Linked DNA regions of Triticum aestivum: region 1 is linked to region 2. A link is a contact called in public HiCAR-type data. All regions are on one chromosome and are shown on one strand. Each heading gives the region's core, a stretch centred on a gene start, on an enhancer-like site or on the middle of the called end of the contact. The rest is flanking DNA. Distances are from core to core; before and after follow the strand shown. Region 1 holds the start of LOC123095878 (glutamine synthetase cytosolic isozyme 1-3). Region 2 holds the start of LOC123095876.

What was found. HiCAR-type assays count read pairs that join an accessible place to other places.
Region 1: a contact with region 2 is called in a HiCAR-type map of leaf, with 5 times the contacts expected there. The contact joins the promoter of LOC123095878 here to the promoter of LOC123095876 in region 2. A contact is called at or near these places in 3 of 5 Hi-C or Micro-C datasets (leaf and an unstated tissue) and 1 of 1 datasets of contacts at active chromatin or transcription factors (leaf).

The regions. Positions count from the first base shown.
Region 1 is chr4D:23,398,211-23,404,170 of IWGSC CS RefSeq v2.1, forward strand. It overlaps LOC123095878 (glutamine synthetase cytosolic isozyme 1-3), which reads right to left and starts at 1,923. Exons shown (of 12, transcript XM_044517452.1): 1 at 1,692-1,923; 2 at 1,067-1,106; 3 at 820-923; 4 at 677-725; 5 at 385-491; 6 at 176-263. The coding sequence starts at 1,765.
Region 2 is chr4D:23,036,932-23,042,443 of IWGSC CS RefSeq v2.1, forward strand. It overlaps LOC123095876, which reads left to right and starts at 1,836. Exons shown (of 3, transcript XM_044517449.1): 1 at 1,836-2,166; 2 at 2,254-2,405. The coding sequence starts at 2,070.

The DNA.
Region 1 (5,960 bases), core at 673-3,172, 360 kb after region 2:
TGTCACACACATTTTGCTCTGTCAGTGTCACCATCAGCCCAGCATTTTTGAACTGTTATCAGTTAGTGCTAAGCTAACATCATTTACAGCCAAGTTTCCTCCCTTACTTAGTGGAGTGATCTTGGCTAAGACTTAATAAGAGTGCTGCAATATGCAACATGTCTAGTTAAGTTACCTGAGGACCAGGGTAACCCCCTAGTGGCCAGCCAATGGGCCAGTTGGTGTCCTTCTGAAGAAGGGTGTACTCTTGCTCAATCCCATACCTTACATTTCAGGCAACACAAGAGGGGCGCACAAGATTAATTGCCACCTAAATTAAATTATGTGCAAAAATCAAAGTAGTCGACTAATTTCTATAGGAGAGAGCAGCTGATATATACTGACCATGGTTCTTCAGCCTTGACATCAGGATGGCCGAATATCCTCGCCGCGTTGTACCGCTTGTTGCTCGGAATCGGCTCTCCGTTAGGCGCATAGCAGTCACAGATGACCTACACAAGGTTAAAAATCATGTTAAAAAAATCTGGTATTCATGAACAAATTTGAGAAATCATTTACACAAATAAACAACAATACAAAGATCCATGCCAGATGCCACAACAATACAAAAATTACTGTAGGTGGAACAACAATCTGGTATTCATGAAAAAAGAAAGAGGAGGATCTTTGATCTTACCAGGATGTTGTTCCCCCTCCTGAATGGGTCCTTGAAGATGGCTTGAGGGCTTGGCAGGAGCAACACATGAAATTCAGATTAGCTCAGCCTCATGGCACGCAAGCCAAGGCATGGTTAACTGAAGGGTGCAGTCAAGGGCTTACCAGAGGATGACTTCGCTGTCGTCACCCGTGGCTTGGCCGGTGCTGGAGCCGTCAAAATTCCATTTTGGAAGCTTGCTGGGGTCCTCCACGGGCCCGGGCAGCGTCTGATTGTGAATATCCAAGGCGTCAAAAAGGGTCACAAGAAGTGTTAGGAACATATCATACTTGCAGTGCCGTCACAGTCACAGCTAGACAAAACGGAGTCGGCCGGCAAAGCTACGAGTCATTGAGGGTTAGGCAGGCTTACCCTGGCTTTGCTCCTGACGTCCATCCCTGTGCCGCCGACCCTGGATTAGGCAAGATTTATATGGAAGTAGGTTAGTAATAAGGCCTAAAAGTACGATGCCGATTTTCCCATTTTGTTGACTTATAATGTACTAGAATGAGGCGAATACAAATCATGATGAGCGGCAACGCATAGCTAAGATGCACAGGGTCAACGGTCTGCCAAAGAAAAAATAAAAAATAAAAAAAACATCATATTGGCAACAGATCAAGGCGTAAAAAACAAGAAGAAAAGGGTTTTTTACTGGACTCAAATTTGAGAAACGCACTAGTACGTTTCGCAAAAAAAAGAAGAGAAACACACTAGTATATATTCATGTAAACTTTTTTTTTTCGATGATATATTCCAGTAAACTAAACTAGAAAGGAACGTCAGATGGGATTTATGGGGAGGAAAAAAAATATCTGTGGCCTGCCTGCCTGACTTGGAAAAAACAAGAAGAGAAGGGTTTTTACTGGACTAAAAATTGAGATTACAAGAACCAGCAAGAATGGATGAAGTGGATTATTTTGTTCGGAAGGAAGGTGAGATGGGAGTTGGGACAGTGCTGAGGAAGAGGGAGGATGAGGAAGCAGAGCGGTCTTACCATATGTACTCGGCGATGATCTTGCCGGTGCAGCCGGACAGGTCGAGGCTGAGAAGGTCGGCGAGCGGAGACATGGCTACCTCTTCTTCTTCTTCCCGGAGCCGGAGATGGAGATGGAGAGGGCAGAGCAAGGGAAGGGAGAGGTGTTCTTGGAAATGCGGGGCAGAGGAGTCGGGTCGAGTGTGTCGCCGTAGCTGGCTCTGCCCCTCTATAAGTAGCGTGGCGACGGGGAGGAGGCCCCGAAAGGTTGGTGGGCTTTGCGGGCGGGGGGAAACGGAAACGGATCCGGGGCGGCTGGTACGTACGGCTGTCCTTGCGTGCGTACGTTTCCGCGGCCTGCGCGCACGGAACACCTTTTCTACTGTACACGGGACGCCATGCGTACGGACAACCGCGCTTCGCTGATCCGCACACCACCACCAGCTCTTCTGTTGTGCGAGTTTACTTAATTAAAAAGTGTCATTCGCTCGGTCGGGGAAGGAGAAATTGGCTATGGCTACGGGTCCTTTGCTTATGCATGAAAAGTGGTGAAGGGCAAATTCACGTTCTCTTGTCCCGGCGTCCGATCCGTGCGAATCCCAGTGGACTGACTGACCTGACGGATCTTCCCGATCGGTCAAAGTTAGATGGTGTCGTGAGTGAGACGTGAGTGGCACCTGCAGGATGTGTAGGAAAGTGACTACTGTGCTACTCAGTGACCATCGCAGTAGCAAACCTGACCATGACTTCGAGGCATATGGTTTCGGACATGAGTAGCTATACTTTTGTGCCTGTCGTGTCATTCCTCTCGTGCCATCGTTACCTCGTGGACGACAAAATACATTCACCTAACGAGTCCGTGATGATATGGACAGCCAACTCTAGCATACCCTTAGGGCATCTCCAACGCCCTTCATCATCAAAACGTCGCCAAAAGTCTAGGATCCGGATATTTTGTGTCATTCAATGTCATATATCAAAGGTTTGTGAATCGGTTTGACCGCCTGAATTCCCATAAACCGGAAGCATACATGAGGAGGTTTGCGGACCTCCGGATAGCCACCACGTAGGCATCTGACACACTCCGCCCACACAAAAACCCACCTAGAGCCCCGCTTTTCTCTCTTCGACCCCCTGCCCTTGCTCTGACCGCCACCTAGTCTGACCGCCACCGTCGCTGTAACACCCACTCCGCCCCGTAGGCCTTGCCAAACCTCCGCCGCTCCGCCCGGGTGCCAATCCCGACTTACCTACGCCCCCACTGGTTTGGCCACCGCCCAGGTAACGTCCGCCTCCGCACATTGTTGTCCATGATGGACACCACGCCCAGCAAGTGTTCGGCTAAATGTCATGACCAAATTTACTTCGACGTCGAGTTCATGGATTCATCCTCGTCGCATGAGGACGAATTTGAGGATGAAAAATCGATGATTCAAGCGGTAATTGAAGATGTGGAACGTGCGGTGGAACATGTCCCTAATTTCAAGGCATCGATCAAGGGACATCGAGTGTTGAATCGGCATAGGGCACGAGGGAATATGATGCTGATGGACGACTATTTTGTCCCCGACGAGCTATTCGAGTCCTTTTTGCGTCGTCGATTTCCGATGAGTTGAACTGTGTTCAACTGCCTCTACAACGATATCCATGCCTATGATGACTACTTCATGTTGAAGAAGGATGTCGTTGGGAACAAGGGATTCTCTGGTTACTAGAAGTGCACATATGCATTGAGGATGCTTGCTGGTGGCATCGCAGATTTGTGGGACGAGTACATCTGAATGTCCGAACCACATGTCTCGAAGCCATGGTCAGGTTTGCTACTGCGGTAGTCAAGGTGTTCGGACTGGAATACTTCAGAGAACCAACTACCGAAGACACCGCACGGATTATGGGACCGTTGAAACAAGAGGATGGTCAGGTATGCTTTGATCCCTGGATTGCATGCGCGACAATGGAAGAATCGCCCATATTCTCTACAAGGGCAATGTCATGGCCATTGCAATAAGTACACGTCATTCTTGAAGTAGTTGCATGACAAGACATCTCGATTTGACACTATTTCTTTGAAATGCCTGGGTCTCAAAATGACATCAATGTGTTGGAGCGGTCTCCATTGTTTGCAAAGGTTGTGTGTGTGGGAGAAGCTGCTCTGTGCAACTATACCATCAATGGTCCTGACTACAACATGGGCTATTATCTTTGTGATGGTATTTATCCTTCGCGAGCAACCTTCGTCAAGACCATCTTTGATCCAAGGGGTGAGAACAGATCTAACTTCTCCCAAAGACAATAAGGAGCTAGAGAGGATGTCGAGAGGGCATTTGGAGTGCCCTAGGTTTTTTTTGCAGTTGTCCGAGGACCCGCAAAAATATTGGATGCAGGAACGCTATGGGAGATGATGACACATTGTGTGATCATGCACAACATGGTTGTGGAGGATGAGGGTGACAAAGTTCGCCACGGTATGGAATTTGAGCCCATTGGTGATCCTATCCAACTTCCACAGCAGAATCTGAATCCGACGACGTTTGAGGACTTTACATGAATCAACAGATTTGCAATTGAGCAACTCATGAGCATCTTCAGAAGGATCTGATTGAGCATTTGTGGGCGCTTCAAGGGGAGAACTAAAATGTGCCCAAATAAATTGAATTCAAATTTGAACCATTCTATTGAAATTAATGTTTGGACTGTAATGTTTATATTTGAATTATTGTAGCATTGGAATATTTTCATAACATGATTATGGGTGGATGAAGTGGTCCAAATATAGGAAAAAAGTGGCAAACATTGGGTACATAGGGTTGTACGGGCCGCCCCCTATCCCCTGTTCGCGGACATCAAATATGCATAGTATGAAAAATATATCTTATGATGAATCTAATGAAGCCAATTTGGTATTGAATATAATTGTATATTTTCCTATAAGTTTGGTCAAACTTAAAGAAGTTTGACTTAGGACAAACCTAGAACTTCAAACATTTTTAAATAGATGGATTAGGATGCACTGACCGCTCTAATCATTAGGAGTTTTCTACAAAGAATCACCTAATACTTAGAATCCTAAGTAATCATGTCAGAATGGACACAATCCTAAGGAAGCTAGCATCTGCACAAATACATAGAAAAAATATCTTGTTGGTGAAATCTCCATTGGAATAATTAAAAAATACCCCTAACTAAATGAGTAGTTTTAGGTGGTCTTTTATCTCACTTTTTGGCCTTTGCAGAGTCATACAATGAAAAGTCTCACCCTTTCCAATTTATGCTTATCTTTGCAAATATGAACCCCACTCAAACACTAATTTTATATCATAACAATTCACTTTCTATGTTTCTACCACCTATTATTCAACAACATTTCAAATTCATAATTTTAAATGTTATAAATGAACCAAAATACGCATCACATTATCCCAAGTAGTTTGTCATCACCCACATAATATATCCTATGATCAAACATCATCCGAATGCAAAGCTCATGAAAAAGCAAAGATCATTCACATTGCTCAAACACAATGAGCATCACACACCACCACCGCCATTGCTACTCACCGAAGTGTGCACTCCTCCAATTTTTTTATTATACCACGTATACATACTTATCATTCTTAGTTCCAACATATTAAGGTCATTCCAACTACCAATTTCTATCCAACTCTCTAAAAAATATGAGTGAAGCATAAAGAGTTTAAAGTATTTCTATGTAGACTAATTATCATGACACTGCATAAGCTCTCCCAGATAATGTTGCTTATGTGTGATGACTATAATGATCAATAATCAAAATAAGCAGACGCTCAAAGAATAAAACATAATATGTGAAAGCATAAAAACATAGGTCCAACTGAGACAAACCGGTAGTTGTTAAAGAAGGCAGATAGCTTTGGCATCCCCAAGCTTAGAAGCTCGGGATCTCTTAAAATATTTCTTGTGGGTGCCCTGGGCACCCCCAAGCTTGAGTGCTTGCATCTCCTGATTTCTCTCATATTACCGTCTCACCCGACTCATAAATATTTCAACCACACAAAACTTACATATAACTCACGGGATAGGTGAAACGTTCAACCCACTCTTTTGCAAATAATTATGTTCTAAAATAAAACACGTAGCATATAATTCATATAGGTGTATTGTGTGTTTTGTGCCTTTGTCATGTTTTGCTAATTCTCTACAAAATAAACAATAATAACAACAACAACACCAACAACAACAACAACACATACATTTCTAATCTTAACATGCTAAAGGAAACCATGGGCCTTTATTCAAGCAAAACATAAGAAA
Region 2 (5,512 bases), core at 586-3,085:
CTCTTGAATTTGAAAAATTCACAATTTTAAAAAATGTTCATGAATTTGGAATAAGTTCACAAGTTTAAAAAAAGTTCACGAATTTGATAAAATAACATATTTTAAAAAGTTCACGAATTTTAAAAAGTTTATGAATTTGAGAAAAAATCACGAATTTGGAAAGTTCAGGTATTTGAGGAAAAAAGTTCACGAATTTGAAAAAAAATCACAAATTTGAGATGAAAAAATTCACGAAATATAAATGTTCGCATATTTGAGGAAAAAATCACGAATATGATAAAAGTTCAAGAATTTGGAAAAGTTAATGTTTAAGAAAAAACACAATTTTGAAAAAGGACAAATTCATGAAATTTAAAAATTGAAAAAGAAAAAAGAACGAAAATGAAAAAAGTTGGTTACTCCGGTTTGACACAAAAAAGAAGAAGAAAAGAAGTAACTAGGCACAGCAGGTGAGCTGTCCTAGTGGTTACTCCGGTTTGTAACTAAACCAGAGGTTCGGACTGCGAATCTTGCAGTGCGCACACTTTTTAAAGTTTAAAAGAAAAAAGGTAAATGATCCGAGGCCAATATGAGAGGTGCGCCGGTTTGTGGGATACCCTTTAATTGAAGTCGAGGGCGCCAAATAGGAGTTGGGGCCTAGCCTTCGAGTAGACTCTTTCTAGCCTCAGTCACCCGAGAGCAACTAGTTAACGAGCGCTCCTTCGGGAGCCTCACAACGATCAGCGCCCTCAGCCATTCCCCACGTGTCGCGCTCTTTACGCTCCCTTCAGATTTTGTTTTATTTTTATTTTTCCGCACGTGTTTTTGACTTTTTAAACGGTTCTTTTGACGGTTTGGTTTTTCACCGGTCTTTCTTAACTTTTCAAAAAAAAAAATTGCGCGAAAAAACACGTTTTTTCACGAGAATCACGATTTTGCTTTCGTAAGAGGCACGGTTTTGCTTTCGTGAGAGTCATGACCGTGCCACTCGAAAACGGAAAAAACATGTTTTCTATTTTTTCCTTTCGCGAGAGTCACGGTTTTGCTTCCGTGAGAGGCACGGGTGTGCTTTCGCGAGAGTCACAGCCGTGCCTCTCGGAAACGAAAAAAAATATGTTTTCTATTTTTTTCCTTTCACAGGAGTCACGATTTTGCTTCCGCGAGAGGCACGATTGTGCTTTCGCGAGAGTCACGGCCGTGCCTCCTCGGAAATGAAAAAAAAACGCGTTTTCTTGTTTTTCCTTGCGCGAGAGTCACGGTTTTGCTTCCGCGGGAGTCACGGCGTGCCTCTTTCGGAAAGGAAAAAACCCGTACTCCCGGTTCGGTTTTTTCGTCTGTTTTTTTCGTGAACAAAAATTCGTCCAAACCTATCAACATGGGATCTAGTTTTGAAGATCTCGACGCGAGGAATCCAACAGTGAAAGCGGTTTGAGATTTGGACGCACGGTTTGAGAGATAAAACGTTTTGAATAAACAAATCTACGAAAAAAGGAAAAACTCCCAGGTTGCGACAAGTGGCTCGCTGCATGTGCGCCATTTGTCGTAACCTAAAGAGTGGGAGTGATCTTTGCAACGAGTACTCCTCAACTAGTGATTTCGCAATCACCCTCAATTGCTAAACCTAGGCATGGGCTGCCCAACCCAAGCCCAACCAAAAATCCCAGACCTGTGCGAGTTAGCGTCTTGGGCCAGGCTCTTTGTTTGCAGCATAAAACAGATATAGGAGGGCTTGGGCTTCATTTTACCGCCCGAAATTAGCCCGGCCCGGCCCTAGAATTGCATTTTCGCTGGACTGTGAGGCATCCGTGGGCTTTCTCTGTGCGACTGGAAGGCCCACCGATTAACCCTATAGCCATCCTCCTCTTCCCGTCTTCGCGTGCGGCGGCGCTCCCCATCCCACCACGTCTCTCCTCCGCGCGGTACCACCGCCCCTCTGCTCCGGCAGTGACTCAACTGGACGGCCGCCGCCTCCCCTGCGTTGACAGCGCCTCCCTCCTGTGTGCGTGAAGCCGCCTAGGCCGACGTCTCCCTGCGTGCGTGGCATCGTCCAGGCCGGCGTCTCCCTCCCGCGCGTGGCGTCCCGGGGGGCCATGGCCTTCGCGTGCGCATGCCATGTGCGCCGCCTCCTCCTCCTCCACCCCGGCGCCGGAGCTCCGGCGAGATCCTTCTACGCCCAGCCCTACCAAGGTACAGTCACTTTCCTCCTGATCCGTGAACTCCGCGGTTCTTCCGCCGTTCGTTGTGGTGAAATGGATTAGGAATTCCTTTGCGCAGCCAAGGTGGGCGTGGTGGAGTTCTTGAACGGCGTCGGGAAGGGGGTGGAGACGCACGCCGCCAAGTTGGAGGAGGCTGTAGGCGGCGATCTCCAGAGGCTGCTCGAGACCCGCACGCTCCGGCTCAAGAAGCTCGGCGTCCCCTGCAAGCATGTACGTGCCCTCCCTGTTCCAGACATTCCTTTGATTTAGTTATTTCTTTGTAGTTCCGCTGAAGGCTTGATGTGGTTTCTGGCTATGTTTTCGGGCATTTCGTTGTGTAAATGTAGAGTCTGGTTAGGTTTTGTTCTCCAATGTTGTGATGCTTGGAAAAGAGTCATTTGGTTAGTTTGTGTGTACTAGAACACAAAGGCGCCTGTTGCTGCGTCCATCCATCTTGATGAAGGAATTTCAGAAAGTCTGGGATGAAAAAAGCAAGAAAATTTAAAAAGCTGCGGTATATACGGGGTGTATTTGTTCAAAACCTCTCGATTTTCCCAATGTTTTAGGTATAGGACTGCATATCCTGGAAGAACCAATTAAGATGTTTAATAGGGCTGCATATCCTGGAAAATGATTGATTCAAACATGACCCTACAGAAACATAATAATTGAAGGAAATGCATAAGTAAACTAAACGAAATTAATCTGAATATCATATTCAGCTTTAGATACTTAGCATTTACTAAATCAGACATCTAATAGAAACATCCCAGCTCTACTACAGATCAAGTTCATCTCGTCTAAAGATCAACTTGTTGACATCTTTACCAAGCCGCTGCCACTTTCCTTGCTTGAAGTCTGTCGACGCAATCTCAACCTTCTTGACACTGGTTAAGATTGAGGGAGGGTGTTAGAATCCATGTTGTATACGTCTTAGGATTTTAACATACCGTACATACCTTGTATTTGTACTAATCCTTTGTGATATATAAAGAGAAGCACTGCAGCCCTTTGAGGCGTGCGATCCCAATCTATCTCTCGTACAACCACAGCTTACAAGGGGTGTTTGGTATTTTTCCTCTCCTGTTGCAACAAGCACGTTCTTTTGCTAATGCCATGTTAAAATAAAAGATGTGAACCTATTGGGGTCTTGAGTCATTGTTATTGGATTAGGGGCGTGTGGAATTTTTTCTCCCGCTGCAACTCACGGGTTCTTTTGCTCCTACCAAAGGGAGAAGATTACTGAAATTTTTTGTCTTCTCCGCTTTCTAAAATATTTAGGGAACGGGCTTACTCAGAAGTACCATAAATATTTAGGCCGATTTATGCCGATAAATCTAGGGTCCCCAGGTCAAAATTCTTTCCAATCAAGTACAAGTTCAAAATTGATTTTTTCGGGGCTACGATTCATAGTTTTTGAATCTATTTAGTTTCTCCGAATCAGGAGGCTTTACATACAAAACCAATAACATGGTAACATTAAGCTTCTCTTTCTTATTCTTATTTATATAATTTGTGCTACTTTCACATGAAGTGAAAGGGACGCTATTCAAAAGAGCCTTTCTACATTTGTGCCCTGCTAAAAGCTATCACACCACATTGTGCAGAGACAATCGACAAAAGACGAGCAATTGCCCTTGGCAGACCCCATGGCTGCTGCCTCTGCACCATCTTGCACTCGATCCTTTGGCCTTCTGCCTGGATCCATGGATGACTGAACAAGAGGCGGGTTCAAAATGGCAGGGACTTCAATTCGTGGAACACGCAGAGTGGGGGCGCATCCTCGGGTTGAGTCTGATCCCCCGCTGGATCTGGTAGAACTCGTGGTGCGTCTGCGGGTTGAGCCTGATCCTGTGCAGGATTTGGTAAAACTTTCTCTCTGTCATGTAATAAAACAGTTTCAAAAAGAAATCCATGGGTAAACAAAAAACAACGAACAAGAAAATACAATTCGTTGTGGGAACGTTTTAGACGATGAATTATCCCCCTATTAAGAAACCAAAGTAATAATAATGATACGAAAATCAAAAGGAGAAGGAAAGGCAATTCTAGGCTGATGGGACAATGAAAAAAGAATTTTCCCGAAAAAAGGATGGGACCTTTTATTGAAGGTTGGAAAGTTTTATTCGTATTCAACACATTCTTTGTCAACGCTTCCATTTCCGACGTCGATCCGAACCTTCGGAGGCAGCTTCTCGACGTCGGAAATGGAAGAATTGAGGAAGAATGTGTCGAATACGAATGGAACTTTCCAACCTTCGATATGGAACTTTCCAACCTTCGATAAAAAGTCCCATCTTTTATTTGGGAAATGCTTTTTTCATTTTCCCATCGACCTAGGATTGCCTTTCCTTCTCCTTCTGTTTTTTGTATGCTTATTATTACTTTGGTTTCTTAATAGGGGGATGATTCATCATGTAACCCGTTCCCCAATGAATTGCATTTTCGTTTTCATTGACTTATGTCTACCCATGGATTCCGCTTTGAAAATGTTTTATTAGTTGACAGGGAGAAAGTTTATCAAATCCTGTAGAGACTCAACGCGCAGATGCACAACCGGTTCTGGCAGATCCAGCGGGGGATCAGGCTCAACCTGCAGATGCCCCCCCCCCCCCCCCGCTCTGCCTGCTCCACCAGTTGGAGTTCCTATCATTTTGATCCCGCCCCAGGTTCCGTCATCCTTGCATCAGGCTGGAGGACCGAGTGCAAGATGGCGCAGAGGCAACAGCCATGGAGGCTGCCATGGGTTGTTGCTCGTCTTTTGTCGAGTGTCTTTGCACCATCTGGTGTGATAGCTTTTTGCAGTGCACAAATGTAGGAAGGCTCTTCTGAACTAAGTTCCTTTCACTTCATGTGGAAGTAGCACAAATTATATAAATAAGAGAGAAGCTTAATGTTACCGTGTTGTCGGCTTTGCATGTAAAGCCTCCTAATCCGGAGGAACTCGATAGATTCAAGAACTACGAATCGGTAGCCCCGGAAAACTCAGTTTTGAACTTGTATTTGATTGGAAAGAATTTTGACTTGGGGACCCTGGATCTATCGGCCTGTCATACTAATTTTACTATGCGAGGACCCGGTATTTCAGCTCATGCTTGAGTGCTTGCCTATTTTTCAACTGCTGGGAAAGAATTTGGGTGCGGCAGGACGAAATGGAATTCTCAGAAAAAGTATAAACAGGTCTTCCCCACTGCTGCATAGAGTCTGAGCTGGGTGGAATTGAAGTTCGGTGTTGATCAAGATACCCCTGCCTACTTACCTTAAAAAATGACTAATGATCAACCGATCACAGAGGTCCTTTTCCAGCAACTTCAGATCAGGAAAACCACAATATAATA